Linked DNA regions of Mus musculus: all the other regions are linked to region 2. Evidence: chromatin contacts called from public HiCAR-type and HiChIP or PLAC-seq data. All regions are on one chromosome and are shown on one strand. Each heading gives the region's core, a stretch centred on a gene start, on an enhancer-like site or on the middle of the called end of the contact. The rest is flanking DNA. Distances are from core to core; before and after follow the strand shown. Region 1 has its middle 23 kb from the start of Chn1. Region 2 holds the start of Hoxd13 (homeobox D13). Region 3 has its middle 14 kb from the start of Gm31472.

The links. HiCAR-type assays count read pairs that join an accessible place to other places. HiChIP or PLAC-seq counts read pairs in DNA pulled down with a chosen protein or histone mark.
Region 1: a HiCAR-type map of embryonic stem cells shows a contact between it and region 2, with 2.9 times the contacts expected there. The contact joins the enhancer-like site here to the promoter of Hoxd13 in region 2. A contact is called at or near these places in 21 of 39 promoter capture datasets (the 3T3-L1 cell line, 3T3-L1-derived adipocytes, the C10 cell line and 13 more), 1 of 15 datasets of contacts at CTCF or cohesin (embryonic stem cells), 18 of 484 Hi-C or Micro-C datasets (the HPC-7 cell line, cardiomyocytes, cerebellar granule neurons and 5 more), 12 of 115 datasets of contacts at active chromatin or transcription factors (craniofacial prominence, embryonic hindbrain, embryonic limb bud and 5 more) and 2 of 9 other capture datasets (embryonic stem cells and embryonic trunk).
Region 3: a contact with region 2 is called in an H3K4me3 HiChIP or PLAC-seq map of embryonic basal ganglia, with 11 times the contacts expected there. The contact joins the enhancer-like site here to the promoter of Hoxd13 in region 2. A contact is called at or near these places in 9 of 39 promoter capture datasets (the C10 cell line, the HPC-7 cell line, HPC-7-derived erythroid cells and 6 more), 1 of 484 Hi-C or Micro-C datasets (embryonic stem cells), 10 of 115 datasets of contacts at active chromatin or transcription factors (craniofacial prominence, embryonic basal ganglia, embryonic forebrain and 7 more) and 1 of 9 other capture datasets (embryonic stem cells).

What each region holds. Positions count from the first base shown.
Region 1 is chr2:73,796,882-73,800,324 of GRCm38.p6, forward strand. No RefSeq gene overlaps it. Among named protein-coding and RNA genes, the nearest start is that of Chn1, 23 kb to the left of the region's middle. Within about 2 kb of position 2,115, at least 17 of the 459 cell types and tissues checked have an H3K27ac peak or open chromatin away from gene starts, as enhancers often do. A contact at or near this core is called in embryonic stem cells and trophoblast stem cells, where this site is marked.
Region 2 is chr2:74,666,040-74,669,900 of GRCm38.p6, forward strand. It overlaps Hoxd13 (homeobox D13), which reads left to right and starts at 2,186. Exons shown (of 2, transcript NM_008275.4): 1 at 2,186-3,039; 2 at 3,847-3,861. The coding sequence starts at 2,271. Gm31790 (a long non-coding RNA gene) reads left to right here. Exons shown (of 3, transcript XR_374674.2): 3 at 449-852.
Region 3 is chr2:73,990,406-73,993,853 of GRCm38.p6, forward strand. No RefSeq gene overlaps it. Among named protein-coding and RNA genes, the nearest start is that of Gm31472, 14 kb to the left of the region's middle. Within about 2 kb of position 1,631, at least 10 of the 459 cell types and tissues checked have an H3K27ac peak or open chromatin away from gene starts, as enhancers often do.

The DNA of each region.
Region 1 (3,443 bases), core at 865-3,364, 870 kb before region 2:
GCTATGTTTTTGAAGCTTAGATTCCAGGAAGGAAGTCCTCTCCCTATTAGCTACTTGGGCAAAGAGAACATAGCACGGGATGCTAAAACCTCATGAGAAGAAAGCTGTGTGCCTCCTGGACTGAGGCAGAGAGGTGAGATCTGAAGGGGACCATGAGCCCACTGCCCTGATTCTGAATTAGAGGGCCAGTCTGGCAGGCATCAAACATTCCCAGCAGAAAAAGCCACCCAGGGAAGTTACGATATATCTCCATCAGCTTTTGAAACCAGTGAATTTCAACTCCTAAAGAAGGGCTTTTATGGTGTTGGAGAGATGGCTCAGCAGTTAAGAGTACTGACTGCTCTTCTAGAGGTCCTTAGTTCAATTCCCAGCAACCACATGGTGGCTCACAACCATGTATAATGGGACCCGATGCTCTCTTTTGGTATGTCTGAAGACAGACAATGTACTCACATACATAAAGTAAATAAATCTTTAATGATAAAGAAGGGCTTTTATAATCACTCTATAGAATTAAATAGAGTCACCCATCACTGAACTAAAAGGAATCTCATTTCAAAAGTAGTGTATACATGCTCATCTTGATTAAATTCATTTATCCCATTCACTGAGCACATACTGTGTACCATATCTCCAGAATATAGAGATTAATTACACAGAGAGAAGTTGTCAGATACAATCCATACCTTCATAGAGTTTACAGTCTAATGGAAAGAAAATTAAAATAATATGAATGCATGTGTTTCCGGGTGTATGGGAACAGATAGAGAGGATTCCAGGTTAGTCCCAAAAGACCATCATCTATAACAAATGGTTCTACAAGTCTACATCAGTCTCTGTATTAAAAAACAAAAACTAACTCCTGGAGAAGCACGATGCAAAATCTGTGTAAACACACATAGAACTTAGTCGAGAAAGCCCTTCTGGAGAGAGTGACTTCTAAGTAGAGAGCCTCAGTAACAAGCAGCAATGTACACTGTAATTGATTGTCTTCATGAGCTGTGAATAGCTCTGGCTAGACCTTAGAATGCACTGTTGAAAAGAGAGAGGTGGGTTGGAGAGATGGCTCAGCGGTTGAGAGCACTGATTACTCTTCCAGAGGTCCTGAGTTCAATTCCTAGCAACCATGTGATGGCTCACAACTGTTGGGTAATGGAATCTGATTTCACTTTTCAGGTGTGAGATATATATATATCACATACACACACACACACACACATATACACAAACACACACACCTGTGTTAGCCAGGTGAGCTGGATTTGTAAACCCAGCACTTGGAAAGCAAAAGCAGAATAATCAGAAGTTTAAAGCCATCCTTGGTTATGTAGCCAATTTGAAGCCAGTCTGGGCTACACGAGGCTTTGTCTCAATAGAACAAAAGCAGGATAATGTTTGTGCAGGGCTAGAGAGATGGAGCGCAGCAGCTGGAGGTGAGAATCCACTTAGGAAGTGATTCAGTTCATGAAGCTGAGCACGGGCTGTGGCCTGAATGAAGGTGCTAACAGCAGCCATATGTTCAGTCCTGTGACTGATAATCACTCCCCCTCGACTGTTCATGAAAAGATTCAAGAGACAGTTGGGGGAATGGAATAGAAAGAGTTGGGTCTATGATTTGTTAGATATGGAAATCAAGGTTAGGTCCAATAAAATCAATAGGAAAATGCAGTAAGACTGGAATGTAGGCTAGAGCTGCTCTCAGTGTTTGCTGAGGACGCTCCCATTAAAATAAAATAAAATAAAATAAAATAAAAGTATCTTGAGTCAATTTGTGTCTAGTTACAGATTCACAGAAAGCCCTGGAGCCCTGCTGGCAGTCTAGTTCTCCCCCACAAGCTCACCCACTCAAACTGAAAGGTCAGAGTAGAGAATTGCAACAGTGTAGCTTGCCTCATTAAAGTATTATAAGGTAAAGCGCCTAATTATTAGATGCTGCTTTATTGATTAATTTAGTAGTTCACCCAAAGCATGTCTGCACTGCCTATGGCTAAGCATGTCTTCACTGGGACACGGTGACCTGGAGGAATAGCTGAGACAATGGGCCATTGCCCTTAACAACCTGACTAGTAAAGCTGACTGAGGTGTGCAAACAAGGTCACATTCCTGGTGCGCTTTAAAACAAACAGGATGTAAAATGTAGAGACGGCCCATGTGCAGGAAGCAGAGATGAGGGAAAGATGCAAAGGCAGGGAGGGCCCTTGGTGAGCTTCCACGTGGGTGCTGAGAATTGAACCTATGTCCTCAGGAAGAGGCAACCAATGCTCTTAGCTGCTGAGCCATCTCTCCAGCCCCTAGGCCCTTGGTTATCAAAACTTTTCTGTGCTCCATGAGAGCACCCACTGTTCCCAATGACACCTGGCTTTGTAACATTGTAAAATAAACTGCTTCACTTAAGCTACTCGGAGTTTCTCCAATGTCTTTATACCCAGTGGGAGTTTTTGTTTTTCACAGTCTTCCTCCACAGAATGTGTCTTTTGAGGACATTATCTGTAAGATGAGGGGCGTGTGGAGACAACAAGTGACCTGGGTGACACTCTGGTGGAGACACTTGACAGGCAGTTGCACATCTGGGTCTGGATTTATGGAAGGGAAGCTCAATCATCTCTGGGTAGATGGAGTGGTAGCTACAGGCAGTGGGACTCATCATCTAGGGAGTTATCTACAGTAGAAAAAAGGAGGGTTAGGCTACAGTTCTGCAAGGGAGATAGAGAGACAGAAGAAGGTAAAAAAGAGGTTGTCTTAAGAAGGGAAGGCCTGAAACAAAACAAAAGGAACAAATGAACAGAAAAACAATGACTACCAACAAAAAAGCTGGTAGTAGCACACTTCTTTAGTCTCAGCACTCCCGAGGCAGAGGTAGAAGCAGGCAGATCTCTGAGCTCGAGGCCAGCATGATCTACAGAGAGAGTTCCAGGACAGGGTTCTAAAGAGAAACTCTGTCTTGAAAAGAAAAAATAGAAGGAGGAATAAGAGGAGAAGGAGGAGGAGGAGGAGGAAACAAAGACAAACTATCAGAATCAATGCTTTGGATTAATTGACTTTGTTGGGAGCCATTAATGCAACGCTATTGTCCTGATCTCTGAATTGGGCCTCTCCCCCCAAGAAGAAAAGAGGGTCAAAGGCGGGCCACCGACACATGGATTCCGAGAACTACGGGATGTTCCAGCCCTGGGTCATCACCGCTCTCCTGACCACACCCTGACACCACCAAGTTCCTGCTTCCCCGTGTAGCTGTCAAAAGAAAGAATTTCTATTGCCCCCCTTCCCATAAGTACTTCTCCTTTTGCTTGCATTGCCCTACCCCTCCCACTGATAATTACTTCCCCTTTTGCTTGTATTGCCCTACCCCTCCCACTGATAAGTATCTGTACTTCCCCTTTTGCTTGTGCATTTAAGCCTTGGACCTTTCTCAATATAGTGGGGTCTTGATACAACTTCAGAAC
Region 2 (3,861 bases), core at 936-3,435:
GTTGTTCTTTCTCTGTGAGTAACAAGAAAGGAAACAAGGAGAAAATACAACATCTCATTGTTACTCTTTTTCAAAAGCTCAGAAATACTACTACCTGGCTCTTCAAATGCAATCCAGCTTCCATTCTAACTTTTGTCCTTTCTCAAGCAATCAAAATTATCGCGATCAACAAATTACTACCCATCACAATGCTGCAAAAACCTGGAGAGACCCTCCGGGTTTGAATTTGACCATGACCAGGTCTAGGATTTTTAAAAGTTATACAAATTCTCTTAGTTTCCAGTACCTCTCATAACCTACACCCCCATCCCCTTATTTGAGCCTTTTATGGTTACTGTGGTTTTTGTGTCAACACTCTAATGCCATCAGCCCACCCTGTGATGCCAGACCAGACCAGGCCCAGAAGGACCTTGCTCACTCCTTTTCTTCTTTTCTTCTTCTTTCTCAGAGCTTATTTTCAGAAGGCAGTGACGCTGAGTGACAAGCTGGACTTAGTATTGCACGTTTAGGGGAGTGATTTTCTTAAAAGATAAACTGGTCTGAAGGTTGATAGTACAGCATCAAACTGGCCCACTTTGAGGCTCACGCACCCACCCAGCACTCTTGACTAACCAAGTCTAAAATAGCTCTCAGGAGACCGACCTAGATTCAAATCAGAGCTCACAAGGACGACCCATAAGTTGTTAAGACTCTGTGAGAGGAGGTGGAAATACAGAGCGATTAGAGCCACCCTACCTAACTCTATCTGGTATTAGCTCCTCCGGTACTCACAACTAGAGCCTACTCTGTCCCTATGAAGTTCTATGAACTCGGACTGCGCCTGTCACCAGTCCGGACTTTACTTGGTGGTGGTGGGGGGGGGGGGGGCGGACAGAGAGAGAGAGAAGAAGAAGAAGAAGAAGAAGAAGAAGAAGAAGAAGAAGAAGAAGAAGAAGAAGAAGAAAAGAGAAGAGAAGAGAAGAGAAAAGAAAAGAAAAGAAAAGAAAAGAAAAGAAAAGAAAAGAAAAGAAAAGAAAAGAAAAGAAAAGAAAAGAAAAGAAAAGAGACGAGAAGAGAAGAAAGGACACCCCCTTGACTTGACACACTCAATTCCCTGCTGTTGGCAGCCTGGAAAAGGAAGCGAAACAAAGGTCCCTGGGAAAGTGAAGTTTTCAATTAATTGGTGTGAGTAACGGGCGGGGGTGGGTGGTGGCTGCAAAAAGCTAGAGGCCGGTATGCTGTGGGCGAGGCGCAGAAGATTCGTGGCACTCTATTGAGTGGCTTTCTCCTCCCGCGCTGGTACGGAGTCTTTTGGGCTGGGCAGGAGGAGGCCAAGCTGAAGCTAAGGCCAGCCTGGCAAAGTGACTGCCGGCTGGCCAAGAGCAGAGACGTGAACCGAACATCTGTGGACTTCCTAGTTGCGCCGATTGTCAGGCTTGCGGCTTCGAGATGAATTCTAAGTCTCTGATGCTGCCCCAAGACTGTTTCGTGAGTATTTTTGTGGGCCGATGGTGCTGTATAGGAAGGATCTACTCCGACTGATGTCCTATGTGTGGAATACTTTTACCCGTTCGTTAGGTATGTTCAAGGTAGGATGAGCTGTCTCGAATTTGGGGTGACGCGGTAGACTAAGGAAAGATGAGCAACAGGTTTTTAAAAATAGAATTGCTCTGTTTTCTCGTCATTCTGCTCATCTCTGTCCTTCATCCTCACTTTGGTGTGCAGCTCGAGGAGCCAAAGAGCAGTGGCAAAAACAACGGTTGCGGAGATGAAGCGCAGGCCTCGGCGCCCGCCTCGCAGACAGGCCCGAGATGGGCCGTCGCGCAATCAGGGGGTGGCTGCAAAGTCAACTCCTGGGTCTGGGGGAGGGCGGGGATGCGAGGTGGGCCTCCCAAAGGGCTGAAGAGGGGTGGGGACCGGGTGGGTGGGTCCAGCCGGACCTGGGCTGGGAGCCAGGCTCTCCCGCGCCCCCACCCCCACGTGTCCCGGCGCAGCCAATGGCAGGGTCCCCGGCCGGCGCCCTCGGGGCGGGAGACGGCCCCCTGACCGTCCCAGGCCCCCTCCCAACCTGAACTTCGTTTTTATAAACGTCCCGCGATGAGCTAACCTGTTGGAGGGCGGGCGGGCGGGCGGGCGGGCAGGAGGCGGGAGGCTCGCGGAGGGAGAGAGGACGGGAGGGAAAGGGCGGGAGCGAGCGCGCCGCGGAACACAGCGAGGAGGGAGGAGGCGCAGCGCGCCATGGTGTCCTGCGCGGGGCCGAGGCCGGGGCCCGGGCCGGGCCAGGCCGGGCCATGAGCCGCTCGGGGACTTGGGACATGGATGGGCTGCGGGCGGACGGCGGGGCCGCTGGGGCGGCACCGGCCTCCTCCTCCTCCTCCGTAGCAGCGCCTGGCCAGTGTCGCGGCTTCCTGTCGGCGCCGGTGTTCGCGGGGACACATTCCGGACGCGCGGCGGCGGCGGCCGCAGCAGCGGCGGCGGCAGCGGCGGCAGCATCCAGCTTCGCTTACCCAGGGACCTCTGAGCGCACAGGCTCTTCGTCGTCGTCGTCATCCTCGGCTGTGATCGCCACTCGCCCCGAGGCTCCTGTGGCCAAAGAGTGTCCCGCGCCAGCGGCCGCCGCGACCGCTGCAGCACCGCCGGGCGCTCCCGCGCTGGGCTATGGCTACCACTTCGGCAACGGTTACTACAGCTGCCGCATGTCGCACGGCGTAGGCTTACAGCAGAACGCTCTCAAGTCGTCCCCGCACGCTTCTCTCGGAGGTTTCCCGGTGGAGAAGTACATGGACGTGTCGGGCCTGGCGAGCAGCAGCGTACCGACCAACGAGGTGCCCGCAAGAGCCAAGGAAGTGTCCTTCTACCAGGGCTACACAAGTCCCTATCAGCACGTGCCTGGCTACATCGACATGGTGTCCACTTTTGGATCCGGGGAACCTCGGCACGAGGCATACATCTCCATGGAGGGCTACCAGTCCTGGACGCTAGCCAACGGGTGGAACAGCCAGGTGTACTGTGCCAAGGATCAGCCACAGGGGTCCCATTTTTGGAAATCATCCTTTCCAGGTAGGAGCAACGAAAAAAGGGGAGGGAGAAAAAAGAAAAGCCCCTATTTGGGAGTGGTTACTTATATTCCAGGCCTGACCAGGTATAATCCACTAGAAAAATTTGTTTAGTCTCTGTGATCTCTGACTTTCCCAATTAAAAGCGCCTCTGCTATGTTTTCCTTCCCGTGAAGCACAAGTGCTTTTTATCCACTAAAGTTCAAGATCTTTCGTTACCTTTGCTGCTTCCCCCTTCCTCTCCCTCCCTCCCTCTTTCCCCTTTCCCTAACCCCATCCCCCTCCCTTCCTCACTCCCCTGACTAAAGAGGTTTCTGAAAGGTGCCAGAGTTGGGTCCCCGTGTTTTCAAGTGGGGTTCCAATGACCACTGAAGCTTCTTAGAGCCCATAAACTCCCAAACACAGTAGAAGAGATTAAAGCTTGAGTAAAAGATCTGAAGTGTGTGTGTGTGTGTGTGTGTGTGTGTGTGTGTTTGAATGTATGCAACTGGCAATTGCAGAAACTGTCCTTATGAGCTTCCCCCAATAACCAGACCATAAAATCACAGGCTTGTTAAAATGCCGGTTTGAAAAACCATGATGATCCATCAAATTAGCCTTTGTCTCAAAGTGCAAATAGTCTTTCTTTAATACTGTGTAAATAATATGTCTGTGTAAATAATAATAAAGTATAAACAATCTCATTTTCTTTATTCCCTCCCTTCCCCCGCCCAGTACTAACAAATAACAAACGCACTCACATTAACACAACTCAAAGCTTAGGTGTTCCAAGTATCCAGGCTAATGTTTCCCCTGCTGTTGTTTATGCTAGGAGATGTGGCTTTAA
Region 3 (3,448 bases), core at 381-2,880, 680 kb before region 2:
GCAACTCTGTTTTTAATGAAGAAAAATGATAAGTCCTTCTCATTGGTGTTAGAATAAAAATTTGCGCCCTTGATAACTAAATATTTCTAAGTACCCATGGCTTATGGACTCCATAGTCATATCCCTCAGCTCTCCAGCTAGAAGCTTCAGAACACTGACGAACAAAGTAGCCAAAGCCTCTTTCAAGTGTTTAATTTAGAATAAGATAAAATGTAACTATCACATTAAAATGAGGAGCCAAGAGTTTCCCTGCTCATTCCTAGCCTGAAGAAGCATTTGAAGAGGGAAACGGGTAGAGCAGCGGCTTAGTCAATACTTTCTTGTGGATGGTTTTGTTTGCTGGATGCCCAAAGTCCCCAGTGGTGACAGTCCCCAGTGGTGACAGTCCCCAGTGGTGACAGTGCTACAATGACCTTCCCTCGTCTGCTAATGAAATGGCAGTCAGGCAGCAGGACCCCGATCTCTTAGATCTGGTTTTAGGGTTCCTTCCCCCATACCCATTGTAGGGTGCTGTTGTTCTGTCTGTGGGCTAGGACAAGGTCCAGATGGAGTGCTCTTACATCTTTACTGCTCAACAAAGGCTGGGGAAGACAGTTGTGCTATTGCTTGTTCAAAACATCTGGTAGCACCAGAGCCACCGGTAGAGCTATCAGAAAGCCCAGGGGACACAGTCAAGGCTTTAAGTAAGGCAAATGGCACATACATTGTAACTGTTATACAATGCAGGAGAAAAATGACTAAGTTGTTAATGCAGATTTCTAATTCAGGCCTAAACATCAGGGGGATCCTTTGGGAACTGTAGTTGTGTAGGTCATATCTCCTCAGTGAGATTTGTCCCTGAGCTGTGGAGTCTGTCGCTGTACCCTGTGTATGGTATCTGACTCTATCACAGCACCTTCACTGCACTTTGTGATTGTGTGGAAAATAAAAACTGGGGCTTTTGTTTTCCCACTGACTCTTCCTCCAGGGGCTGTTGTCTCCTGGGCTCTGATCTGTGGATGCAGTAATGGGTATCATAGCGAGTGCCACAGTAGCAACGCCACATACAGAGACGAGGGATCAAGCTTACAGCTTGTGATGATTATTTGCTAAAACATTAGTCTAGGTGCTTAATGTATTCATTTATATTTTTATTTTCGACATCTGCATTTGGAGATTGGCTCCAAGGTTAAAGAAGAAGATAACCCGTCTGGTAGGCCACCCCCTGGTTTTTATTGCTGAATCTGCTCCTTCATTTTCACCAGCTGGGTCATCTTTGCTCAGGGGAGACTCACTTGGCTAAGGCTAGTCAGGATACTGTTGTTTCCGAACAATTAAAACACAATCCGTACCTCCTCTAACCGACAAACCCCGATGATTACAATCAAAGAGCTTCCGATATTTTAAAACCAGAATGGCTGGGAGCTGCTAGGTACCACAAAGCCAACAAGAGACTGAGCGGATCCTCAGCCGATGGCCCTGGCAGTGAAAGGGAAGCCAAAGGAGGCACAATGGGCGGTGATAAAGGCACAAGCACTCTTATTACCGGGCGATCCATCATTTTAAGGAGGGAAGAGCCCCCAAAGAACAATGGAACCATGCAGATGCCGTGCATCCGGCCGAAGAAACAAATGTGACTGCACAATGGTGTCGTCATTGACAACATCCATTTATCGAACACAGTGCAGAGCCCTGTAGAAGGCACTCCGCCAGGGCTTGAATTACACAGACACTCACATTTGCAAGCCCTCCTCTTGTAACTGGGAAAGGAGAAAAACAGCCCAGGGAATGGGTTGTTTGTGTTTTTCCTTTCCATGTTCATGCTGTGTGTATTTCTACAACCTACTGGAGGATTCCCAGGCCTCCTGGACACTGTTATCTTTTTGAGGAAGGGGGACACTTTCCTGATGAGCACACTCACTGTCTTCTAGAGTACAACCAAACAGGGATGAACAAGGATAAAGCAACACCTTGCTGATACTGAGACAAGTGTTCTAAGTCTCTTCAGGTCCCTTTAACTGGAGCGCACCCTCCTGGTCTCCTCTTCCTCTATCTCCACTTGACCTTGACCCCACAGATACCATTGTTATTTAGGATAACCAGCTCTCCCCTCCTCCTCAGGATTTGATTTCCTTCACTCCATAGGGTGGAAGAGAGAGCAAAAGTAGAAAAGAGTCTGGGTGATGGAATCTGTTTCTGTGCAGCTCAGGCTGTGAAACTTCCTATTGGTCTCCCCTCTCCATCCCTTCGACTTATGCCATTGGTCTCCCCTCTCCGTCCCCTCGACTTATGCCATTAACCAGAGCATGTTTTGAGACCACTACTGTGTGGACTTGGCATATCCGTTTAGTGTACTGGGCACACTGTTCATTCCCACTGTAACTCAAGTAAGGGTGACTTGGGGCAAAGAAATTTGGGTGTTAGTGCAGGGAAATGCAGAGATGTAGAGGCCAACCTCATCCCAAGGAATATCTGCAGGGTGAAACTGCTCAGTAAGGACCTGCATCGTGTGTCCTTTCCAAACTCCTGGGCTGAAACCCCAACCCCTTAGGTCTCAGTGTGTGTGGGTGGGTATAGGGATTTTAAAGAGGTGAGTGAATGGAGAGTCTCCCCAGTCTAGTCAACGCACATGCACAAGCACGCACCATCCCCACAAACAGTGCCTATGTGCATCGATGTGCGTGTATATGCATGTATGAGCATGCTCACTGAGGACTGAAATTAACCTTGCATGCTTTCCTCCATCACACTCTATTATATTTGTTAAAGAAGGGCCTTTTGCCGAAACCAGGACCCACCAGCCAATTAAGATTAGTCAGTCTAGCCATTTTGCCCTGGAGATATCCTGTTTTTGTTTCCTGAGTTCTGGGATTACAGAGAACTCTCATCTACCTGGCTTTTATGTAGGCTTGGAGGACCAGAACACTGGCTCACACTTGATGGCGAGTGCTTTTTCCAAGGAGCCACCAATCTAATTTAATTCCTTATAAAAAAGAGAAGGTTTAGACACACACAGTCATCAGAGAGGAGAGCCACCTGTGAACAGAGGAGAGGAGCCTTATGTGAAACCAGCACTTTGATCTTGGACCTCAAGACTGGGAGAAAATACATTTCAAAAAGAAGCGGTCTTTTCTTTTTTCTTTCTTTTCTTTTTTTTTTTTTTTTTTGCTTTGTAAATTGCTCAGCATGTGGTATGTTGTTATGGCAGCCGGAGAAAGCTAAGGATGCACACACATTGTTGTGTTTTATAAAATGGTGGTATAATGCAGCAGGAGGGAGCATCTCAGTGGGCCCATGCAGAGGTGTCGTACTGAACAATCAGCCTTACGACAGGCCTAGTATAGAAGGAAATTTATTAGAGGATGGGAAGGGGACATGGAGTTGAGGTACAGGCAGGCAAAGAAAGGTGATAGTGGTGGGCAGAGACAGAGAAGGACAAGAGAGAGGGGAGAGAGAGAGAGAGAGAGAG